Linked DNA regions of Sus scrofa: region 1 is linked to region 2. Evidence: chromatin contacts called from public HiChIP or PLAC-seq data. All regions are on one chromosome and are shown on one strand. The core of a region is the stretch at or near the end of the contact, and the rest is flanking DNA. Distances in the headings are between cores, read along the strand shown. Region 1 has its middle 64 kb from the start of YTHDC2. Region 2 overlaps NREP (neuronal regeneration-related protein).

Region 1 (2,700 bases), core at 167-2,666, 79 kb after region 2:
AGGGTCAGAAAGACAAATACCATATGATAGCACTTATATGTGGAATCTAAAATATGGCAGAAATGAACCTATCTGCAGAACAGAAACAGACTCATAAACATAGAGAACAGACTTGTTGCCAAGGGGGAGGCGGAGGGGGTAGGATGGACTGGGAGTTTGGGCTTAGTAAGTGCAAACTATTATACTTAGAATGGATAAGCCATGGGGTCCTGCTCTATAGCACAGCAAACTATCCAATCACTTGTGGTAGAACATGATGGAAGATAACATGAAAAAAAATGTATGTATGTGTATGACTGGGTCACTTTGCTGTGCAGCAGAAATGGACAGAACATTGTAAATCAACTATATTTTAATTTTTAAAAAATGGGGGGTGAAAAGATGAGGGGTATATCAAAAACATCCTCATGTTATAGACTGGCAGTGAAGAACCTGGTGGTACACAGTGTAAATATTCCATGCCTCGAGAAAGCTAGGCTCTTTCTGAGTCTTAATAAAAAGAAAAGGGGAGAATTCCCACTGTGGCTCAGTGGTAATGAATCTGACAGTATCCATGAAGATGTGGGTTTGATGCCTGGAATTGTGGGTTAAATATGCGACATTGTCTTGAGCTGTGGTGTAGGTCACAGATGTGGCTTGGATCTGGTGTTGCTGTGGCTGTGGTGTAGGTCGGCAGCTGCAGTTCTGATTTGACCCCCTGGCCTGGGAGCGTCCATAAGCTGCATATGCAGCCCTAAAAAGCAAAAAAAGAAAAAAGAAAAGAAAAAGGAAAGTTACTACACACCCAGGCAGGGCCTCTCATTGTCTACCTCATTTCCCAGCAGAATACCCTGCCTGTGCTAAGAACTAAAGTCATCTTGTTTTTGATAAGTTGCCAGGAAACTTAAGGCTGTATGGTGAGGGTCCACCAGGCATGGAGCAGACTCTGTTAAAACTTGAACTATTTTTTCCCAAAATGCTGCTGGCCTTTAGCTACCATGTCTCAAGTGAGGAGTCTTGGGGAAAAGAGGTGCAAAGTATTTAAACAAATATCCCACCTCATGGGGGTTGTGGCAAGCTGTGGCAATGTCACAGGGATGGCACAAGGTATTAATGGCCACACTCTGATAGGTGCTTTTGTAGCAGGAAATATAACCCAGCTTTTTCATATTCAGAGGCAGTAAGATATTTCAGAGAAAGGCAACGAACTCCCACATTGTTTGTTGACCTTACTTAAGCATTTCATACCAGTGTGTCTGGCAGCTTTGGGAACTATTGTGTAAGTGGGGTTACCCAGAAATGATTGCCCACATTCTGAGAATATTTCATGATCAAGGATTTGGCAAATTCATTGTGAATGGCATGACCCCTAACCCCCTCTTTTTCATAAACTAGATTTTGGCTCTGAAATAGACCTTGGATAATTATCTCTTTTGAAAATGTAGCCCTGCTTGGCAACCTAAGCCACGCGCGTCAGTGCAAGGACCCATTTCCATTCCTCCAATCAGTTCTCCTGTTCCCAGGGGTAGCCATCTCTCACTGATACCTTTGGGAAAGGTAAATCTGGGCTGATGACGAAACATTCCTTGCACACAAAGGAAAAGCTGCACAATCAACTACCTGTATGGGCTCAGGAAAGCATCACAGTTTGAAAATTAGGCTGAAGAGTGTGTATCAAGTTATCAAGCCCTTTTGGGAAAACCCCAGACCTGGCCAAGATCTCTTGGCAAGAGCACAGGCAAAGAGCCTGAGGCTTGGGCCGCCTGAGTGGCTGACTGATATTTGATTCTTTAAATAGACAAAGAATTCAAATTCAATCAGCAGACACGTCTCCAGACAGATAGACAGAGAGAGCAAGCCAGTGAGCAAGCCACGTGTCTAGGAGGACAGGATGCGTCAGCACAAGTTTTAGGCAGCAGGATTCCTTAAAGCCTGGGGCCAAAATGGTCAGAGACAGATCACTGACCATCACTGTGGAAGACGTTTAGGCTTCAGAGTAGAGTGCAGGGCAGATGCACAGAATGTTGGCTTTACCACTAAACAGCTGGGCGACCTTGAGCAAGTTACTTATCTCTGAACCACCTCGGGGCCGCAGTGAAAGCACCCTCAGAGAGTTACTTTGGAGAGTCTCCAACATTGGAAAGGCTCAAGGATAGGGGAGCTAGAACAATCAGAGGCTTACATTAATGAACTTCTGAAGTGTCTCTTGAAAGCAGAATAAATATATTCACAACCCAGAGATGGATTATTGATTTATGCAGCACTCAGGATATAGGCTTTTATTAAATGGTGAGCATAGAACAATTGAGGATTCAAATGAGAAAAAAAATAAGTTGGATCTGTACCTCATCTCGTGCACAAAAATCTGTTCAGCATTGATTATAATCCTAAATGTAAAGGGCAAAATTATAAAGTTTTTTGAAGAATCTAAGATAATGCGTCCCTGAGCTCAGGGGAGGGACTCTGGTGGTAAGAGGGAAGGACATCAAGGGAACTTCTGGGTCCTGGAAAAATTCAAGGTCTTGACCTGGGAGATAGCTCTATGGTTGTGCACTTTGTAATTATTCTTTAAGCTGCCCATATATGCGTCATGCATTCTTTGCTGTGTATTATCTCTTTCACTTTTTCTTTGGTTTCCACACTGCCTGTATGCCCTTTCAGCGCCCAGGTCAGGCCATTTAGAGGACAAGAGCTGCTTTTTGTTTTGGGGTTTTTTTTTGT
Region 2 (2,700 bases), core at 102-2,601:
CCATTCTTGCTTAAAAGGGAATGTCAAGGATGGCTCTCTGTCCCAAACAAGGCAGATGGTGGAATTCTCTAGGCAGAGAAGCGGAAAGCTAAGCAAAAGGAAGAAGGTTGGGGTGGAGGAAACAGAGTGGTCTAGAAAGCAGAACCAGTCCAGAGTCAGAAGACAGAACCAGTTCTTGTAGGATGAGCTCTCAAATGTAAGACCTAAGTATGTGTGATAGCTGTGGACTCCTGTAATTTTCAAAGAGAGGTGGTAGGCAGTTTGCCTTCTGGGATCATTTGGGAGCATTGGGATAGTGGGAAGAACTGAAATTTAGAACCCAAACACCTGGTTTGCATCTGAGTCCTATCCTACATTGTGCGACATTGGGCAAGTCACATGACCTTCCTGAGTTTCAATTTCCTCTTCTGTGTAATAGTAAGACCTAGTCACAGGCTTATCATCAGGATAAATAAGGTAACGGGTGTAAAATTGCTTTGTACACTGGGACGTGTCATAAGTGTTACTGGAGTGGAGCTATTTCTGTTAGACTCTCCCACAGATCAGCACGGCCATCCACATCTCCTGTCTCAGACACCCTGACCAAATGGATCCATTGGGACATTGAAAACATTAAGTTACCCTCGATGATTAGGTGACCATATCTAGTGCTTCCACCAACAAACAAAAAAAGACATATAAATCTGTTCGTTAACCTATTAACGAGCTATGATTCTTTTTTTTTTTTTTTTCCTTCCCATGGTATTATGGAAGTTTTGGGGCCAGGGATCGAATCCGAGCCACAGCTGCAACCTATGCCACAGCTACAGCAATGCTGGATCCTTAACCCACTGCCCCAGGGCAGAGATTGAACCCACACCACCACAGGGAGAGCAGTGGATCCTTACCCGCTGGGTCACAGCAGGAACCCCAAGCTGTGATTCTTAATATTATTTATTTACAACATTTAGAGAATCAGATCTGGAGGGAATCTTATCTAATTTTCTCCCCTCCCTTCAAGCAGGGCTGTATCAAATGTAAATTAGCCCTGACAGATGGTTGTTGGATTTGGTTTCTGAATTCTTAAGGACGATTTCACAGTTTTCCCCTCTAAATTCTTTTAGTAATTTAACAGTTCTTATGCCAAGTTCTTCCTTATAGCTGACCTAAATCTGTAGTTGTAATTTAAGTCCTTACCCCCCTTCCTCTTGTCTTTACCAGAGATGGAGAACAGCTGGTCTTAGAATAATAACCCTTTTTAATATTGAAAGAAGAGTCACTCAGTTGGACTCAGTCTCTCCACCCCCCCTCATCAGCTAGTATTCTTAGAATCATTGTTGGCCGTGCTGCCCCAGCTCCCTGCCTTGCCCCTCTCTCAGACACTGCGACTTCCAGGCAGCTGGGCAGAGTGTCTTGTCGGTGGACACGTGCATCTGGGGAGGTTGCAGGCTGCTTGTTCCTTTCCTCCATATGCTTTGTGCATAATCTTGAGCCTTCTAACAGATGATCAGGATAACCCTTCACAATGTCTGGTGGGGATATGGTACATTTATCTCATAAACATGGAGTTTTGCAAGGATACTTAACACAGGTTGCTTTGAAAATTAAGCCTCCCGGTGCCTTAGTTTGCTCAGCCGGTCAGTGGTTAACTTCATGCTACCACTTTGCTTGCTAATGATAACATTGAAGGATATCTCTGCTCTGTTGGATTTCATCTCAGAAGACATTGAGCTACACTCTCCTGAGTGCAGCGTACATTCGGAAGCATGCTGACAGTCTGAAAGAGCTCGGGGGCTTCCCCAGCACCCTAAGATGCAACTGGGAAATAAGTGACCATTGGGGAGACTTGAGCTTCTTAAGCTGACCCCACGCAGTTTCAGAGTGGATCCTGTTTTTAATCTGAATATGTGTGCTTTTATGTCTCTCTAGGTTTATTACCCAGAGCTTTCTGTCTGGGTCAGTCAAGAACCATTTCCAAACAAGGAAATGGAGGGAAGGCTTCCTAAGGTAAGATCTCTAACTGACGTTTTGTTCAGGTTTTTTTTTCAATTTAGACACCATTTTTTAAAATTACTTCCTTTTCATTTAAATTCTCATTGTTAGAGTTCCCATGGTGGCGCAGTGGGAACGAATCCGGCTAGGAACCATGAGGTTGCGGGTTCGATCCCTGGTCTCCCTCAGTGGGTTAAAGATCCGGCATTGCCGTGAGCTGTTGTGTAGGCCGCAGATACCGCTGAGATCTGGCATTGCTGTGGCTGTGGTGTAGGCCAGCAGCAACAGCTCCAATTGGACCCCTAGCCTGGGAACTATATGCCGTGGGTGCGGCCCTAAAAAGGACAAAAGACAAAAAAAAAAAAATTCTCATTATTATATTATACTACAATAATCCATTAACCTGATACTATTATGACCTTGGAAATAACATATACTACAGAAAAGAAAAAGAACATCCTAAAATCCTGTGACTCTTACCGTCCATGTTATCTTCTTTCTTGACAAGTCCAAAGTCCAAAGCAAATTTTCATTTAAGAATCATGAAACCAAGTTTATCAAATGTACACTTTATAGGTTTTTAATTTGTTTGTTTCGTTCCCGGTTAGATAAACTCAAATATGAAGATATCTAACTAAAAGATAACCTTAAAAATATAAGATGATGAGTTTTGTCTGGTAATAATGCCTGAATGTCTGATAAGTCTGCCCATGAAACAAAACAGAAAGA

The links. HiChIP or PLAC-seq counts read pairs in DNA pulled down with a chosen protein or histone mark.
Region 1: a contact with region 2 is called in an H3K27ac HiChIP or PLAC-seq map of alveolar macrophages. The contact joins two enhancer-like sites. A contact is called at or near these places in 1 of 5 promoter capture datasets (liver), 4 of 47 Hi-C or Micro-C datasets (fetal heart ventricle, heart right ventricle and liver) and 2 of 2 datasets of contacts at active chromatin or transcription factors (alveolar macrophages and skeletal muscle).

What each region holds. Positions count from the first base shown.
Region 1 is chr2:117,937,740-117,940,439 of Sscrofa11.1, forward strand. No RefSeq gene overlaps it. Among named protein-coding and RNA genes, the nearest start is that of YTHDC2, 64 kb to the right of the region's middle. Within about 2 kb of position 1,417, at least 9 of the 83 cell types and tissues checked have an H3K27ac peak or open chromatin away from gene starts, as enhancers often do. A contact at or near this core is called in alveolar macrophages and skeletal muscle, where this site is marked.
Region 2 is chr2:117,859,255-117,861,954 of Sscrofa11.1, forward strand. It overlaps NREP (neuronal regeneration-related protein), which reads left to right. Exons shown (of 7, transcript XM_021084633.1): 6 at 1,909-1,986. Among named protein-coding and RNA genes, the nearest start is that of YTHDC2, 140 kb to the right of the region's middle. Within about 2 kb of position 1,352, at least 9 of the 83 cell types and tissues checked have an H3K27ac peak or open chromatin away from gene starts, as enhancers often do. A contact at or near this core is called in alveolar macrophages and skeletal muscle, where this site is marked.